Linked DNA regions of Anas platyrhynchos: region 2 is linked to region 1. A link is a contact called in public Hi-C data. All regions are on one chromosome and are shown on one strand. Each heading gives the region's core, a stretch centred on a gene start, on an enhancer-like site or on the middle of the called end of the contact. The rest is flanking DNA. Distances are from core to core; before and after follow the strand shown.

What was found. A called contact is a pair of places that touch in the nucleus more often than the background predicts.
Region 2: a Hi-C map of liver shows a contact between it and region 1, with 1.8 times the contacts expected there. The contact joins the promoter of XRCC5 here to the enhancer-like site in region 1.

What each region holds. Positions count from the first base shown.
Region 1 is chr7:6,776,277-6,781,315 of IASCAAS_PekinDuck_T2T, forward strand. It overlaps MAP3K2 (mitogen-activated protein kinase kinase kinase 2), which reads right to left. Exons shown (of 25, transcript XM_072040554.1): 17 at 3,385-5,039; 18 at 2,743-3,226; 19 at 2,394-2,529; 20 at 2,210-2,303; 21 at 826-1,028. Among named protein-coding and RNA genes, the nearest start is that of MAP3K2, 52 kb to the right of the region's middle. Within about 2 kb of position 2,980, at least 8 of the 8 cell types and tissues checked have an H3K27ac peak or open chromatin away from gene starts, as enhancers often do.
Region 2 is chr7:6,871,261-6,876,299 of IASCAAS_PekinDuck_T2T, forward strand. It overlaps XRCC5 (X-ray repair cross complementing 5), which reads left to right and starts at 2,348. Exons shown (of 20, transcript XM_072040626.1): 1 at 2,348-2,367. The coding sequence starts at 2,365.

The DNA of each region.
Region 1 (5,039 bases), core at 1,730-4,229:
ACAGAATAACCTAGAGCGCCAGGCTATCAGTCCTCCATTTTAAGTCCCACCGTCCCTGCACCCTACTTCACCATAATTAAGACGCATCTAAGTACTTTCCAGAACACAGAACATGCAGTGCTAGATTGATTTTTTTTTAACAAAAAGCCTTTCATTTCCTACAAAAAGGTGTTTGAGGGATCTATAAAGATGCCTCTCCAATATTTTGACATATTGTCAAACCTACACAGGGACAGTCCTTCAAAAACAGCCATTTAAATATATTAACAGCACCAGTAAAAAATAAACAGCCCAAGTTATACAACTTTTGATGAAAGACTCATGACAGTAAAACCTGGCCAAGCAGATTTGAATTCCGTGGCCCCAGAAGTTATAGACGAACTAATTCCTGTCATGTGCATGGCCTTTCCCTGCCAGTACCAAAAGGAACATGTGGCAGTTGAGGAGGAGCTGGCACAGGGGTGTCATTAAAACACTCCCACACTCATCTAGCACTGCAACTGTCTTTTCCTTTTAACATGTCTCAGTAAACTGGAACTCCATACATGATGCGTGGAAAGGAGAACTGAGTCAAGAACATGAAAAGCAAGCACCTAGTATTTCTTCAACTAATTCTGCTGCTATACTTCTACAGCATCTACCCCATTTAAAAACTGTTGTGCTATTTAGCAAGTGCCCCCTCCCTGTGTCCTTGTTAAAGGCTCTTTTTCTGTGGTGCACTGAATTACAATAAATGTCTAGAGGTGACTGAAATCTGTGAGATTACGAGATAACTTTCTAGGAAGAAGAAAAACAACAGTGCTGTCACTGGTTGTGAACACTTACTTCCCAAGTCTAATTGCATACTCCTTCAGTGCAAACACATTGTCAGCAAAAACGTTGATTTTGTCATTCCGTCACTCATGAAACTTAATCAGGAACTGGCAGGCTCAGAACTTATTTGGGTTCATGGTGTAGAGCAGTATCCGTTTCTTTATTTTGATGGCTACATATTCTCAATAAAATTCAGGTGACATTGGGCACCAAACCTAGAATTAGAAAACATATCCAGAGTAACCCCAGTTATTTTTTTAATTACTTTAAATTAATTAATTAATTAATTAATTAATTACAGTTATTGTATCCCAGAGGGAATTTAAAAGATATTGGGGGGTGATAATACATGAAAGCTTTCTGTACAGTTCAGATCACAAATCTTAATACAGTAACTTCTGTACTAAAAGGGTGAAAGATACAGGCTGAGGCACTGTGACCACAACAGGAACAGGCAGGGGACTGACTGGAACAGGACTGGAAAAAAGTTGTTTCACACCTGGTAGTTTCACTGAATGCTACCACATATTAGAAAGCAAGTATTAAGGGAACAAACTTTGTATAATCTCCCTGCCGCTGCAAAGCCTTTTTCCTACAAATTCATTTTCATCCGTATTCTGAAAACCTAAAGAAACATTTAGTCTTCTATACAGAACAAAACTGTATGAACAAGTTAACAATTACTTTAACAGACTGCAGCTGTTTATGGAACTGCTGCGCTCTCTTCTGGCACCGTGAAAGAGTAATACCTGCAGTGGCCATGCCCTGCCTAATCAGACAGCAGCACTGCCCTCTCCTGCCACCTAGCAAGAAGTGCACTTAAAGAGTGAACTAGACATCTTTTATGGCCATGGAGAATAGTCGGTAAGAAATCACAGAACCACAGAATTTCTAGGTTGGAAGAGACCAAGACCATTGAGTCCAACCTCTGACCTAACACTAAGATGCTACTTCTCAATAGCATGCCAAGGAGATCCACACAAATAAGCAAAGCAGCTGTACATGTATTAATATTTCCCAGCCATCAATTTTTTTGATTTGATTCTTTGCTTTAGCAATATCTCAGAGTACTATTTCAAAACATTGGCTGTAAGAATATCAATGTACATGTCATTCAGGAGAAAGGCAGCTCAGACTTCACTTTCCAATGTCTCAATGGTCTCAATGTCTCAATATTAGTTATACTGAACAATACCTAAACTTTGAACATTACTAATTTAACTTTAAATAAAAATTATTAATTAATAATAACATTTATTAATTAATGGTTAATTAATAAAAACACTAATTAAAACGATCAATTAAATGATAGAAATATTGATTTATTAATTTTAAATTAAGTTTAAATTTCAGGGACTGAGAGAAATCGCATTGCTGGTGTAATTAACCAAAGTACCTTAGGGATCTTTAGGAGATGCTCCCCGCACAAACATTGAAGCAGAGCTGATTAACGAGGCACAGAGCATTGCTGACAGAACTGAAAGTGACTGCTGACAAAACAAGCACACAATAATCACTCCAAGCTACTTAACAATTTCTCCAACGTTTGTTTCAATTGCTTTAAAACTTGCCACACATACTGCTGATTTACTGGTGGATGTCTCTGTAATGAGCTCTGTTTTTTCACCTTCAGCATTTCTCAGGCAACAGTCCTTAATGACACGGTCTTGCAGAAGCTGCTGAATGACATCAGGATCAGTACTTTCCACGAAATATCTAAAAGGAAAGAACAAAGAAAAACATCTGGATGAACTAATCAACAGAATCATACATAGGAAGAGGGGCACAGGTGCTCATATCTACAGCTCTCCCAGATGCATTCTGAAGTACCCTCTGTTAGGGGAGGTAATTAAAAAAAAAAAATATGACAATCTGAAGTTTTAGAAAACGCCTCACACCAAAAGCATCACGTACTTTCATGTTATCTACCTTGGTCAGATGATCTCTCTCTAAAATGGCACGAGTGGGGAAAAATAAAGAACTGCCAAGACGTATCTCTTGATCGGTGCCTTCCTCTCCACTCCTCCTCACGAGGAAAGTGTAGGCCACGATGACGTCTCCCTTCAACCTCCTCTTCTCCAGGCTGAACAGGCCCAGTCCCCTCAGATGCTCCTTGTATGTCTTCCCCTCCAGGTCCTTCACCATCTTTGTCGCCCTCCTCTGGTCACTCTCCAACAGTTTAACGTCCTTTTTGTACTGCACACCGTACTCGAGGTGAGGCTGCACCAGCACAGAGCAGAGCGGAACAATCACCTCCCTCGACTGGCTGACAATGCCATGCTTGGTGCACCCCAGGGTATGGTTGGCCCTCCTGGCTTCCAGGGCACGAGGCTGGCTCACATTCAGCTTGCTGTCAACCACAGCCCCCAGACCCCTCTCTGCGGGGCTGCTCTCCAGCATCTCCTCGCCCAGCCTGTAGGTACAGCCAGGTGCAGGACCCGGCGCTTTTATCTCTCGTTTAACTTCACGCGGTTGGCCACCACCCAGCTCTCCCACCTGCCCAGGCCTCCACCACCCTCAGCGCCCCCTCCCCCCGAAACAACGGCCCCGGCCCGCCCGCCGCGCACCTACCAACCACCCCGAGCAGCATCCGCAGCCGGCACTCCTCGGCGCCGTGCTCGTCCAGCTCGCTGCCGCCGTCCTCCACAAGCTCCCCGGCGGCCGAGGGCACGGCCTAAGCGGCCTCCCCTCCCCGCTCCTCCCTGCCCATGGCCGCCGTCGCCACAGCCGCCTCAGCCACCACAGCCGCCAGGCGCTGCGTCACTTCCGGAGGAGAGAGGCGGGAACGGGCTGAGGGGAAAAGGCGGGAAGGGGCTGAGGGGACGGGTGTGGGGGGAGGGAAGGTTGATTTGTTTTTTCTTTTTTTAATATTAATACAAAACTCTTAGGCACACAGCTGTCCCTACAGTGTTTTAATATATTTCTAAGTACAATTCGTGTCTGATTCTGGAAATACAAATACATTTTGAATGGTTAAAAACGAAAAATTAAAAAAATATTCTGAACATCAGCCAGCTGAAAATATATTCATCTAGTAAATTATCTCTCAAAGCTTTTATATATTTAATTATTCTAACTAAACATAGTACCCTTAAAAAACAAGTTCATAAAAATGTAGAAATGAAATTGTGGAATAAGATTACTGGGATATATACACACACAGTCACCGCAGACACAGAGGGAACTGGCAAGCGACGCTCGGCTCCTGAGTTCCTCAACCAAGATAACCATAGGCTAGTTTTTTAATTTTTTTTTTCCTTTTTTTTTATACACAAGATATTCCATGTAAAGCAGCAACAGCAGTGCAGTTACTGATAGCAACATCTCAAAAGTAATAAAAAACCATACATCCAGACAGTAGTACATTGCACACACACGTGATTCTCATACACCCATCAACAATTGGTCAGAGTATTAAATCAGTGTACAAATTAAATATTTCCAAAAATGTGCAAAAAAGTCAACGTTGATAGAAAAAAACACCTTTGTGTACATACATTACAAACTGTGCCCAGCATTCAACTGAGAGTAAAAACATTTACAGTGAGAAACTGATAGATTAAATAGAGAATTTAATGGCTACATAAAAATGTACATTAGATCAAGAGAAAATTTACAAATTTGTATTCATAGCTTCATGAAAACTAAAAGTCTACGTTCCGATTTACCTAAGTCTCCTCCACATATATACAGTGATATTCCTTTATACGACTCCTGTGAGGTCTGAGATGACAGACACTAGGCTTTGATAAACCGTTAAAGATTTGGGGGTGACACCACCTTTACACTGCTATTAACGAGAAACAAACACTAGGGAACTGGCAAGACGATGCCTGTTCAGAAAAGAAAACACAACTTTTGTTTTTAAACCCACATTAAATAACCATTGGGGAAAAGGATCAGCTATTATTGGGGTAAGCGACGTGAACAACTGAAATATTTCCTGGGAATATCCACTTAAAGTGTCCTTTTCCTTGTATCTCTTGACAGAAGACCCTGACCTCCAATCCTCATCAGTGGACTCAAAATAAGGACTGAACCCCGAGGTACAAATTTAATGTATTTTTATCCAGTTCCTCTCCCTTGAAAGTAAGTTTATGAAAACCTAAGACCTAACCAAAGCGAGACTACTCGCATTGTTTCTTTGAAGGATGAGAAATTTTACTTTCTCCATCCATCCTACCCCTCAAGTACAGGTACATATCTATTGCTAGAAAAGCCAGGCA
Region 2 (5,039 bases), core at 1,098-3,597, 94 kb after region 1:
TTTTCCTAAAAGGCTGACTTTATTATTATTATTATTATTTTCAAACATTCTTATACTTTTTTTTTTTTGCTCGTTTTTTGCTTTTCCCAACACAAGAGTATCTGACATGAATTTTCAGGTCCTCTCCAGGAACCCAGATGCTCTGGGCTCCAAACTATTTCTCTTCTGTATTTTTAGCCAAACTATTTATATTTATTTTAAAGAAAATCACGTGTACACAGCTGATAGTCTTCTAAAACACAGCAAAGAAATCATATGCTGCAACAACTAATCCAGAAAAGTCTGCCAGCCAGAATTATTTCAAGAGTAGAAACACGTCTCAGGTTTTCAGTTACTTAGCAGTGTGAAATATTTCACCTCTTGTGATACCAGGCTGAGTGGGCCTTGCATGATGTCCTTTAGAAACGCTTTGGCTAATCCAGTGATTTAGAACTCATGAAAACATCCTAAACTTAAGATTAATAGGTTTAGATGTAGGAAGAAATTTTTACATTGACTTTCAAAAAAAAAAAAAAAAAAAAAAAAAAAAAAAAAAAGGTGAAATGTAAAGATACAAACTTTTTTTTTTTTTTTTTTTAGAATATATTTATCGTCTGATTTTTGTCATACCTTTCTGCAGAAATTCCTTTTCTGACTTTGGTTGTTTTTGGCTGGGTGCTTGCTGCTGAGTTCTCCAGGCTGTGGTGCTTCATCTGCCCAGGTGACTGAGCTCATGTTGCCCTCCAGTGGCTGAACTGAAAAACAGAGGGGAAAAAAAATACAATTTTTTCTCCTGCTGTATAAATACAACCAAAAGAAATTTGTACATCGTGAAGGTACAATGGCAGATACTGAGAAGCTACATCTTGACAATTTTAACGATATCCATATAAAATTAATCCCTCCCCCCCATGTTCCTTACCGGAATGTGTCCCGAAGCAATCTTCGCTCATGAGAGTTCACGCTATACCTTCTCTGACTCATATTTTGCCAGATTTGTATTGTGGGGCATGTAAAAGCATTTAACTAGAATCCAATCCAGCATCTTGCTTAGCCCTCATATTTCAAAGCGTGGTCAAACCCCTTTTATCACAGCTCATGCAAGGCAATGTCCCAATAATACATGCCACTGTAACATCCCAAATCTTCGCATAAATACCAATTGTTTGTTTTTGGCAATAGCATGTGACATAAATCCCAATGAAGTTATATGTGGCAACAAAGGCACATGGACTTTAAAAGGCATAAATATCTTTGAAGTGCCCCTTTGAGCTAATTTTTCAGAATGCAGCTGATTTTTACTTTTTTTTTTTTTCCCCCCAGAATTTAGCATAATTTAGCATTTTCTGTGTTGAAAATAAAGCTCTTTTTGTGAACACCTGTGAGTGCTCAGCATGTTTACAGATCTGACTGATATCTCAGACTAAGCACTAAGAAAATACAACTCACATAACCAGTGCCTACTGGCAAGAAACAGGGGTGCCAGTGATTTGTAAATCAGAACATTAGCAACCTGTTGAAGGAAATCAGAGGATTTCTTTCTTCAAGCACCCTTCAGATATCACAGTCATAAGAATTTCCTCTTTCCTACTACATCTTCTAATTCCTCTAAAAAATGAGGTAAGTCCTAGGACTTCTTAGTGCACAGCACAGAACATGAACGCATATTGAACAAGGCTATGGCATTATAGGACAATAAAGTACCTGCTCCCATAGTCAAATCAGTATCACAATATATAAACGCAAAGCATTAGATTAAAGTTACAAGAGAAGTTCTAATGTCAGAATTTCTCATTTCTTGGAGCTAGGCCTCGTAACCTAAAAATTCTCTTTACTCATTAAAGAAAAAGGCACTAAAGCAATCAAAGTTAAGCAGTTGAAATTCCTTTATATCATCTCTTCCTGACATGGGTCATTAGTTGGGCTGAAGCCTTGGGATCCACAGCATAGGCTTCTGCCACTTGAGCTAATTCAATAAATCCTAAAAAGGGATTCAACAGGAAAAGAGTAAGTGGTACTTAAACAGCAGAGGTGTTCTCAGATCAGCTGAGCCAAGTGAGTTTCATTCAAGGCAAATATAAAACAGCCTAAAGCAATCTCAGTGTTAATAATGATTTTCCTTGAAAAGAGGGGGTAGGTGAGATCACAAATTTAACATCTACCTTTAAAAAGGATGGGGAGAGAATATCTGATATTGGACAATGATGCTGAACTGAGAGGGATAGCGAGCATGGTGGCAGAGATTAGAACTAAAAATAAATCTTCACAGGTTTCATAAGTGCTCTAAAAGAAAAATAGAACACAACTTGTTAGGAAAATGTGCTATTCTTTGGGAATTACTAACATCAGGTGGAAGAACTGCTGGATGGGCAGCAATTCTGCAGAATGGTACATGCATTTTACAGAAGATTGTTGTTCTCAATATGAGTCCATGGTAGTGTGAAAAGCAAATGTTGTGTGGGGAAAAATGGGTTGTAAATAGAGCTAGCTTGTGATTTCACACTTTCCTTCTCTGGGGCGCTTAATAAGGCCTCTGCTGGCATACTCCGTCCAGTGGAAGCTTTTGCTTTGCTAAAGAACTGTGCATTAACTGAGAAATCTAGGAAAGAGAAAGGGACTGGTTAAAGGGAAAGAGGAGGCTATAAATTCAGCAGCTTCTTCAGGGGGGAAGTGAGGAGGAAAAGGCACAGTCATGTCCTCTTTTGGAAGAGGAACTATGAATGTGGGGCCTCAGAACCTCTCAGTTCTGTGCAGAAGGATTTGTGGAGTCATTTGCGAAGTGTCTCCTGTCTCCCCTGTGGTGGTGTGGAACTGGGAATTTTGGGTGTGCTCCTCGGGTAGTCTGTACATCAGCGGTGATTCTTCTACTTGCCACAGTCTGGGAGCCCTTAAGCTGGAATGTACTTGGCAGGATACACTAAATCAATGCATTCTTGTTGCTTATTATATCTCCTCACTACATTTTCCTTCCCTTTCTTTTTTAAGGTGAGGCTGGATGGTATAGTACAATCCCTTCTATTTTACTTTCTAGTTTTCCTAGCACAATAATTTATCTGCATTTCCTGGTCAAATCATTTCCTTTCATTGCATGAACTAAAATGGAAATGGACTGAGCAGGTAGACCAACAGATGGGAACTGTTAAATCCCCACTTAAAAAAAAAAAAAGAATCCTTTATGAAAGGTGTAGTTCTGTAATGTGCCAAGTGTTTGTCAGTCATAGCCAGGCAGAGGACAGGCCCCGTGGACTTGCAGCAGGGTTAGAGCTTGAAGAGAAAGGCTGTTTTTTCTTAAGACTAAAACCAGTGTTTGAGATCTTTTCCCCGCAGGTGCTTCCCACAGAAGCAACTAAGCAAACTCTGTGCCTGAGGTTTGCACCTCTGAGGAAGACCATCAGCAATCACTGATCAGCCATCATAAATACCGGTGCTGGTCTGCAGCACAGATCTGGCTTGTGCCTGCAGGCGTTTGGAAAGACCTTTTGAGGGGAAGGTAACTGTGCATACCTCGTACTATTTGTGAAGCTCCAATGCAGGAAGATGATGACAGGTGCCTTGATGCTCTGTTTTGCTTTGTGTGTCGATTTCCTGCATATTTCATGTTTCAGATTGTTTCCTGAAACTGATCAGTATCACTGTCCTTGCACTCCTTCCTTTCTGCCCTTAGGAAATTCAGTTCTTAATTCCTGTTAGTGCCCACCTCTACCTATGCAGTCATTACCTATGCCTCTCCTGGTTTCAGAGTTAATTCTTCCATGGAAAGTTCTGGTTTGCATATGTATTTCAATAAAACTATTGGGCTAGATTCTAGAAAGCTACAGTATTGCCCTTTCTACCAGGTGTTTATCCAAAGTTTTACTCTGTAGGCATTGGCTCCAAGAGGGAGAAAGGCAAAGTCATCTTTCTGCTTTTACATTGAACCCATTCACGTTTGTGCAGAGCTGTCATGAGCAGCTGGGTCCCAGCTGCAACTCTCTGGATAATACAATCCTTCTTGTAACAAAACAGGGAAGCCATTTTCCTTATTATCTTGTAACATCAAGCAAAGTTAAACACAAGACAGACTCCTTGTTGCTGCTTCCTGAGAGTGTGCTCATTTTATCCAGGCTGCTTTTTGCAAGAAGAAAAGTAACCAAAAAAGAGAAAGTATAGAAATGAGCGAGAACCTCACTGGGACTGAGGTCTGGCACACTTTGTTGCAAAGGAGATTATGGTTGATCACCCTACACGCTGAGACCTTGGAGACTTCACGTATTTATTATTTATGCCCGGAGACTTCCATTCTGTAAAATGGAAATAGCCGATTAATCACAAGCATCTTTTGGCAAGCATTTACAAGCAAAGATTTTCAGGTCTTAATCCAGGCTGACAAAGCCCCAGTGTCCCCAGATGGAGTTCATTAATCAGATCTGATAACTACCTATAAGGGAGCACTTTGCAGACTTGCAAAAGTAAAAGGAAATGGGGATTAAAATTTGCCTCAGAAATTATTAGCCAGTTTTCCTTTGAATGTTGGAAATATATCTGGAGAAGTTTGGCAGTATGGAGGTGTAAAGGGGGAATGTTTGGTTTTATTGTTTGTATATTTTATCAAGAGGGTTGTAAGGCCCCATTTATGCCAGATTGAGAGCTAATGCATTAGCAGATCACAGATGGAGTTTCGTGGTTACAGGTTCATATTTACCTTAGTTTTATTCCGATTTTATAAGGGAACAAAATGCTGTACCTGGGCCAGGCGCTTCAACCTTCCTGAAAAGCATTTGCAAAAAAAAAAAAAAGTTTCCTAGTTCATGCCAGAATTAAGTTTCTTTGGGTAACATTTGCAATAACTGTGCTAGCTTTGAGAGCTTGGACCAAAGCCTGGGATCCAGCTCTTGTGTCAATGCTAGGATTCAGGGATGACTGTAAATGGGTTTGTGTCAATATTCTGCGTCGTCAGTCAGGGCTGGGCGTTTTACTTCCCAAACCTGGCATAAAATGTTTGTTCTCTGTGATGCCTTGAAAACTGTTTTCCTGTTGGTTTGTGAAAAGACCACCTCATCTGAGGTGGGAGATCGTCTAAT